2 separate regions of the Danio rerio genome follow, and region 2 is linked to region 1. Evidence: chromatin contacts called from public HiCAR-type data. All regions are on one chromosome and are shown on one strand. Each heading gives the region's core, a stretch centred on a gene start, on an enhancer-like site or on the middle of the called end of the contact. The rest is flanking DNA. Distances are from core to core; before and after follow the strand shown.

Evidence for each region. HiCAR-type assays count read pairs that join an accessible place to other places.
Region 2: a HiCAR-type map of caudal fin shows a contact between it and region 1, with 5 times the contacts expected there. The contact joins the enhancer-like site here to the promoter of arhgap29a in region 1. A contact is called at or near these places in 6 of 18 Hi-C or Micro-C datasets (caudal fin, embryo and an unstated tissue) and 2 of 4 datasets of contacts at active chromatin or transcription factors (caudal fin and gastrula embryo).

Annotation. Positions count from the first base shown.
Region 1 is chr24:32,623,475-32,628,230 of GRCz12tu, forward strand. arhgap29a (Rho GTPase activating protein 29a) reads left to right here and starts at 1,942. Exons shown (of 23, transcript XM_688135.10): 1 at 1,942-2,054.
Region 2 is chr24:32,772,324-32,777,079 of GRCz12tu, forward strand. No RefSeq gene overlaps it. Among named protein-coding and RNA genes, the nearest start is that of abca4a, 32 kb to the left of the region's middle. Within about 2 kb of position 2,043, at least 14 of the 62 cell types and tissues checked have an H3K27ac peak or open chromatin away from gene starts, as enhancers often do. A contact at or near this core is called in caudal fin, where this site is marked.

The DNA.
Region 1 (4,756 bases), core at 692-3,191:
CCATGTCTTTTCGTAGAAAAAGAAAAAAAAAAAACAGCAGCTAGGATTTACAAATTATTTCACTTCCTTGTTACTAATTATTAACTATTATTAAACTGTCAGGGTTATTTATTGGCTTGAGCTGGCCAAGACGATTGATGTCTTCCACCCCCTTAACGCTTAGATGAATATTTGCTGTAATAATATTTCTATGGTGATATATATTTCTATACTAACATTTCCTGTTATTTCCTGCACAACAGGCTAATAATAATGTCCTTATATGTAACTATCAGTCAGTTTATAAGATTATATTGCATTGCTCTGCCACATCTGAAATGCCAAGCATCCGCTGTAATGTAATATTTTGTAAAGTCTGTCTCCTTGTTCTGTGAAATGAGCTGTCAGGCCGGATTGACTGGTTCACTGCAGTGATGTATGATGCTTTATGTAAACCATATCTGCTGAGGGAATGACAGTATTAGTGCTTGACCATAAATAAGGGACAACATATGATTAGATTTCAGAGTTACACTTTTTTTTTCTTTTAGTGTGGTTTATTGTGAAAATTTGGGCAATTTTAACATTTCTGGATGTTTTAAATGTTCTGGGGAATTGTTTGGTCACTGTCTTGTCTTTGGTTAATGTTGTGAAGCACTCTAAAGACAATAAACCATTATTAACTGCATGTGTAAAACTGCAGGTGTGGGTGGAAACGGAGGACAGATATACAGGGTGGGCCATTTATATGGATACACCTAAATAAACTTATTGGGATATTCACAAAAAAATAAAAAAATAAAATTGTGTGCTTGGTTTTAACGTAATTGTGTTCTTTCATGAGTTATTTACAAGCCCCCTCACATATACTAATGTGACACAAACAAGACATTAATATCACCAACCATTGCCATTTTATTAAGATGTATCCATATAAATGGCACACCCTGTGTGTATATATATATATATATATATATATATATATATATATATATATATATATATATATATATATATATATATATATATATATATATGTGTGTGTGTGTGTGTGTGTGTGTGTGTGTGTGTGAGTTATTATTGAAAACTAAAATTAAAAACTTAAAAATAGTTTTCTTTACTTTATTTTTTATTCCAGATTCTCAGATTTGTTAGTTAAAGCTAACGTTTAACAAATATGAGTGAATAAAAAACAAAACTTGTAATAAATAAACAAACTTATTTAAACAATAATACGGGCGAGGCAGTGGTGCAGTAGTTTAGTGCTGTCGCCTCACAGCAGGAAGGTCACTGGGTCGCTGGTACGAACCTTGGCTCAGTTGGCGTTTCTGTGTGGAGTTTGCATGTTCTCCCTGCCTTCGCGTGGGTTTCCTCTGGGCGCTCCGGTTTCCCCCACAGTCCAAAGACATGCTGTACAGGTGAATTGGGTAGGCTAAATTGTCCGTAGTGTATGAGTGTGTGTGTGTGGATGTTTCCCAGAGATGGGTTGCGGCTGGATAAAAACTTGTTGGATAAATTGGTGGTTCATTCACTGCAGTTTATATTTAAATGATTGATTACAGTAATCCATTTTCCAAAGACTAAATGCTAACTTTGCTTTGTGTTCCCTGTTTTATAGCTCCGGCCACTAGATGGATCAAATCTCTATCCAAAACAGAACCTCTCCTATGGCTCTCAGTTAATTTCTAATCTGGAGCACAGATTTACAATTCCTTAGCGATTTGTGATGGTCTTAAATATCAAACATCGACAATAAATTATAAAAACTTTCCACTTAAACCACTATTTAATATTTTTTCAGAAAAACTGAAGCCCTGTGGGTCAATAAATCGACAGTAGTGCATGTACACCTGCAGTCAGAGGGCGGAAACCCAGCCTCTCAGCTCACCAGAGCCAATCAGAAGTTGGATGGACGCTAGAAGGCGGGGTGAAGCCGAGCGGAATGTGAATCTCACACAGACACAGCATTATTTCGGTTTTCGTGACTGAAGGGACCGGGGATTTAACGGTGTTTCGGATATATTTTGGCTTCAAGTGTATATGCGCAATTGCAATGATCCAGATGTGCTTTTTAAGTAAGTGAATATTTTAGAATTTTATACTGATTTATTGGTACTCGACTAGTGGAGTTTGATACGTTATGATACTTCTGTACGTTATGTGAATTACTTCAGGAGTATTTTGAATAGACATTTAGACGCGTGATGCTCGTTTAACATCAACACAGAAAAAGTTCTGCAACTTTACGAGGTGTATGCAAGTTTTGCGAAGTTTAGAGTTAGTTTTATTTACCTCAAAACTTATATGTCTATTTGAGGATTTTGTCCGGCATTTGATGATGGACTTGATGTGTTTTAATATTGTGTTCAGTATTGCAGTACACTTTAATGTTGATTTATTTATTATTTCTTTGCTTAGCTTTTTTCCACATGTTATATGCCATATTGTTAAGCTATTCTTCTGTTAGGGACCATAAAAGGTTTGCATTTTTTGTATAGTCTAATTTATGGTTGGGAGGATTTGTCAAATTGTGTGTGATGGTAATGCCATTTTTCAGTTTTTGTAGAAAAGGTTTTAAACTAGCTGACATAACTAGTTGTCAAATCTAGAGTTCTTTACAATGAAATGAATTGTTTCTGAAATAATAATACTGTCCTCTTTGGCATAAAGCAACATTCAGAAAATAAATTAAAAATCTGATCTTTAAGCTTAATTGATTACTTCTGTTTCTCTGGCAGTTTTCATTTCATCATAACCTTATAGAAAACATTTTTAAAAGTTTGGTTGGTTCGAAATATTTGGTGCTATGATGATAATAGTACTATTACAATTGTAAACTGTACACTTATTTTTTAATGATAAAGATAATTATAACTTCGATGGGATTTACAGTGCTCGAGTACACCCCATTTAGAAAATGAATATTTTTTATAAATTTCTCAGTGAATATGGGTAATATATATTGGTGCATTTGAACAAAACAGATTTATTAAACAGATATATTTATTAATATAATATTTTAGTCACAGAAACATCTTTAGAAATGGAAAGATAATACAAATATATTCATGCGAAATATTGCAAAACAAAAATACAAACTACATCATTTTAACAAAATTTTATATATTTTTGTTTCTCTTGATTTTTGCTATTTGTAAAAAATTTATTAAATATTTTTCCCCAACATATGCATTTGGGCTAGTAATGTTTGAATTTATTTTGTCAGATAAGCTCCAGATTTGGCTTCAACACTAACTAAACTATATGCACAAATTAAATATTGTAAAGCATCTTACAGAAAATATGAATTTAAATGAGAGATTTGTGGGGGTGTACTCATATATGCTGAGCACTGTGTATGTTTTAAATGATGGAATACATCTTGTTGACAATTGAGCAAAACCAAGTCGGTTGAAGGATTTTTACAAAGTATAAAAATCTAAATGTGCAATTACTTAGTAATTTAAGCTTTCATTGTCATTCTTTTAATGTGCCATCTAATGATTCTTGATGTAAATACTGTATGCCTGACAAGATTTTTGTTAGTGTGTAAACTGTTTTTACACTGAACACTAAATGACATTTTAGTGTGTGCCCTCTGTATATCATAGAAAAAACATATAATAATATGAACTTTCTAATATGATTTGGGTATCTTTTTCATTTTTGAATGTTCGTACAAAACCCACTGTTGATTTTATAAAAATAGATGTTTTTGACTGTAACTCATCCTAATCTTGTTTTATTTGTTTTGTCATCAATTTTATTTACCTACCGCAGTGTGTGCATTCTTTAAAAGAAAAATGGCAAAATTCCCAAACAAAGATAAAAGCATTCTCAAAGTGTTTTATCTCAAGGGAAGTGAAAACATTGTGAATAAAAAAATATATATATATTTTGACCAAATAATCTTGACTTTCATAAGTATTGTTATACTTTACAGAAGACACAAGAATCATTCTGAACTATTATACTTTGCTACTATCCTTGAAATGACTTGAAGATTTTAATCACTAAAAATGTAGAAAAAAATGGTATATGATACCTTATTATTTAGCATATTTTAATAATAATGTTAAATAATATAAAATGATAAATAAATAAATTAGAAAATGTAATTAAAATAATAGTATTTTAATAACAAGTCAGAGTAAATATTTAGTTTCATTTTTACTAAAATGTATCCATTGCACTGAATGATGATGGAACATAATATCCCGCACATTTCAACATATCGCAAAATTCATCTCAAACAATTGACACTTTATTTGCATATGCTCTCTATGCTTTTCATGCCTAATTCACACTACAAAATTTTAAGTTAGCAAGCTTGCCGATAGATTGGACTGTGATCATGGTAAAATCAGCATGTGATTGACGCTCTGCAGTCTTATTTGAAACTACTGAACGACACATCAAAGAAGCTCGCTTGTGCATCGCCACATCTCGTAAACAAAAATCCAATATCTTGCATGTTAAATATTCCGGACCATTCGGCTGACTCGACCCCATGTGGGGTCAGATAAAGTAATGAGCTACAGCCAATGAGAAAGCAAGTCATTGTTTTCACGCAATCAACAGAAATGTTTGATAGGCTAAAATAGTCATCAAAGCACTTGCTTCAACCTGTGTTTATATGTATACAAGAGCATATGAAAACCACATCTATCAGCAGAACTGTGTAGATAAATGAGCAAACGAACTTCTATTGGATCAGCTCTCTTAATCGTTTTGAGAGATATTTTAAAAGCTGTGTGTCAGTGATGTCATCATCACA
Region 2 (4,756 bases), core at 793-3,292, 150 kb after region 1:
TAAAAAATTTATACAAATATTATAGGAAATACTGTGAAAAAACTCTTGCTCTCATAAACACAATTTGGAAATTTATTGGAAAAATTTCCAATAAAAAAAACAATTTGGAAAAATTAATTATTTTGACTTCAACTGTATAAAACTGCTGTAAAAATGTCTTCATTGTTTAAACTGTCCACCCAAAAATGAGAATTCTGATATTAATTAATTAAATTCCAATCCACTGAGACCTTTGTATGTCATAAATTAAGATATTTTAGATGAAACCCCGGAGCTCTCTGATCCTCCATAGAAAGCAATGGTGCAGAGACATTTAACGTCTAGAGCAGGTGCCAAAAACCTTGTCAAAATTCCATGTGACATCAGTGGTTAAATTGTAATCATGCAAAGCTCCAAGAACAGTTTTGTGGCAAGAAACACTGTAAAAACAACTTTGTTTATCTACGTCAGAATAAGGTGGGTGTTTACGACAGGCAGTTTGGTGCTTGAGTGTTTACTCTAAAGGCTGATTTATACTTTTGCGTCAAGCACAAGCGTATGGTCCAGTGCAGCCTTTACTTGGTCGCATAGCCTTCACCGTGGCTGATGCACACCTCTCAAAAAATGTAACTACACGTTGCATTAATTAATCAATGAATTAAACAAAAAGCATGGAGTCTCATAAACTGATTTATTTTCACTACCTTTCTGGACCTTTGAAGTGCTAGTGACAGAAACCTCAGACACAGACACTAAAAATATAGTATAGTATCATAGTAATGTATATATATATATATATATATATATATATATATATATATATATATATATATATATATATATATATATATATATATATATGTTACTATATATATAAAACATATATATGTTTTATATATTTACATTTGTGCAGTGTTGCCAACTATTTTAAACGAAAAGGGGATAAGCTCTGCCCAAAAAAGTTACTAAATGTTGCTAGATTACATCATACGTCATCATCTCAAACTGTTTTTGTTTGTTTAACAGCCTATGGTTAATAAAGGGGTATTTATATTTTCACTGCACTTTATGTGTGCATGACAATTTAACTAAACAGTTTATCTAAGGGGGGTGGCATCACCTGCAGCGCGTTGAGAAGATTAGGAATGTTACTGTATGCACACATGACTCAAATCTCCAGGAACACAAAAAAAAAAAAAAAAAAAAAATTATTTTTGAAGTTTATTCTCACTGATATTTCAGTTTTTTTTTTACACAAATGCGTGATTAGAAACAGGAGATTGTTTAACCCTGAACTTCTGTTTCATTAGGGTGTAAATATAAGGTTGAACACAGACTAAAATAACTCAGTCATTCATCACAATTGGTAAAAACAAATAACAGAGCTGGGTTTTTTGTTAGTTTTTTGAAGCAAAAGGTAATTAAGCTTCACATAATGGAGAAGTGGCTTCGAGAAAATAGCAGAATGCCCATTCCCACCATCAAGGCAATAAGTTGACATTCTAGTCAACTAGAAGTGCTGTAAATCAGCGGGAAAAAGATTTCTGTCTGTGTTTATCTCTGGTATGAGGATGGTTTGAGTAGCCAAAGAATCTCCAGGAATCAAAGCTTTAGAATTGCAGTGCTTAGTTGAGGTCAAAAAGTCTCCAAACATAAAAATCAAAATTAAAAGAGTTTCAAACAAAAAAACAAACTCAGTCATTTTCAGTTTTTTTAGTTAATATTTAGAGCAAAAGACTAAAAGGTTCAACAATAAAAACGCTCTAATTCCACACAGATGAATGGTACTGGTGTGATTGTTTGTGTTTCTGCTGTTTCTTTCAGCTCCATTCTGTAATGACCTCATGAAGGATTTGGAGTCCAATCCGGTCACAAGGATTGTGTGGCGTTCGGTCAAGCCTTTCCTGATGGGCAAAATCCTGTACGCTCCCGATTCCCCCGCTGCCAGACAGATCATTAAAAACGTAAGAGAGAAAAGCTCTTCTTTTGACTACACACACCTGGAACAACAGCGTAATGATGCAACGGCTAATCTCGCTCCGGGCCTGTCAGATAAATCAGTGTATAGCTGCTGAAGTGTCAGCAGGTTTGCTCGAGGGGGAAATGACGCAGGACTGGCGGGTTCCCATAGAGGCTACGTGTGTTTAAGAGCACATGAGAGCCAGCAGACTGCCTTTAGCTCATTCATATTGTTATGCAAGCAGGAATGCAGGCTTTTTTGTGGCTGGGTGCTTTGTGAATAAATTTACGCATTTAACCGCATGATCTTAGCATTTATATTACTCAAACAACTGAACATCCCTTATTTTCATATCCCAATGTTGACACGTATGTTATCAGGCTTGACGGGTTGTCTCTACTACCAAATGGTACTTAATCGGTGGTAGGTGTGGTGTACGAGAAAGTTGCAGTCGACATTATTTTTGCTTGAAGTTCACACATCCTATAAGAAGCACTTCTTACTAAACAAAGGCTTTAATATAATAAATACTTATGTATAAATAAATGTTAATTACTAGCCTTTCTATGAACAGGGTTTGATTATAGCTGCAGATCAGTGATAATGTGAAATAGCCCACTGTAACGTCTGTAATTATATAAAATTTAAAAAAATAATAAATAAAGAGACTACTAAATAATTAATAATAAATAAAGCGTACCGACCCGTACTGGGATGCGTTTCCCAAAACCATCGTTAGCCAACTAAGGTTGCAAGTTCCGTCTATAATAGTATTATATATTAGTTATAATATACTATTAGTTATAATAGTTATAACAATTTCTCAAAAAATATCTCTCACATTATTCTGCTATTAAACAGAAACAAATTTGATAATCCTGACTTATCTAAAAGGAAAAAGTCTAGTCACATTGACATCTGACTTATTTTAAATGGTTATGTGCCTTTTATACAGTGTATGTAAACTTCTGGTTTCAACTGTAAATGCTATGTGGCCTTAATTTGTAAGTATAAATGGCCTATTTCAAAAGCATTAAAATGTTCAACAAGTAAATGATCCAAAATCATAGTAATATTTGTAATATCAGTATTTAACACAAAATGACGTTTTACACACATATAATCTCTTTCTGTGCTACATTCCATCATTTACAGTACAAAACACTACTGTATATTTATTTCAGATTTAGTCCCACTCCATGAAGAGTTTTGATCAAGGCCACAATATACTGTAAAAATAGTAATGACATAAATTCAAGACAACAGTTTAATAAGTTAACCAGGTTTTAACTAAAGTTTAATTTAAGATTTCTAATCAGTTTTATTGATGTAAGTTGAGATGACTAGAAAAATTCATTTGATTCAACAAAAATTATTAAGGCAGCAACATTTTTTTTTACTGTGTGATGATTGCACCTACAGCTTTTCAGGATATTTTAACCACTAAGCCACACTGTTGTCTCTCTCATGAGCTTCAGCTTTTTGGAAATCTTTTCTTTGGGAAAGAGTGGAAGGGTGCTAGAGAAAGGGAAGGAGGGCGGCAAGGGCTTGAGTGGTCTGTGGGACAGGCTGAGGTGTGGACATGCTTGCCCTGGGCAATGGGCCATGGCTCTGCTCCCATCAGATCAGCTCTACAGGGCTTCAGTTTCTCTATTTATGCAGCAGGGCTTTCTGTGGGACTCTGTAAACTGCTCCTGGTGGGAATGTAGCCATTCTGTGGTCAAACTTGAAGCAGACGACCAGTTGCCACAGCCTGAGTGTATCGCTCTGACTATGACATTGAATGCTGAAAAAACAGATTCTCAAGCAAGCAGGACGTGCAGTTGAGAGGAAAGAAGGAAACAAACCATACATGCCAAATTAATAGTAATTAACTCCATTTTTTTTAACTACAGTTGATGGTGAAATCATTAGTCCTGTAATTCTTTTCAAATATTTCTCAGGTGCTGATAAATGGAGAGATTTTTTTCAACACATTTTTAAGCAATAGTTTTAATGACTAATTTAATATTTTTTTTAAACTGTGTTTTTATTAAAGTTTTTATAAACATAGTATACAAATAACATTTACTTAGAATGTTTACAATCACAAAAAAAGAAACAAATAAATAGAAAATAATCACTGATAGAAATTATAATAATAGATAAATAATAGTGGTAGCTTAAAATAAACAAATAAATAAATAAATAAATAAATAAGTAAATAAATAAATAAGTAAATAAGTAAATAAATAAATAAATAAATAAATAAATAAATAAATAAATATAAAGTAATAAGGGGGAACAACAAAAGTTGAAAAATAAATAAATTCCGTAAATAAATAAAGGCAATAACTACAACAAAGATAAAGCCCCTGACAGCCTTTCAAAGGTCAAAAGGATGTTTTAATTAATGCCAGTCTATTAAAAAAAGTCTGATCTCAACTGCAAACCTGTAGTAATTTTCTCAAATATATATATATATATATATATATATATATATATATATATATATATATATATATATATATATATATATATATATATATATATATATATATATATATATATATATATATATATATATATATATATATATATATATATATAGATATATTTGTTTCAGCATTTATGTCCATTCTGTCAAAGTAAGTTGGCAGGTCTTCATCCAGGTCACTGTAATTATCTTCCTAGTCGTTATTAATAATATATGTAGTGCAAATAGGTGAGACTTTCTGAATTGATCAGCTCCCTGTTACTCTCCTGCCAATAAAGTTGTATTTTTGGACATTCCTAAAATATGTGAGCATTGTCCCCCGCTACTTCTTAATTACTAAT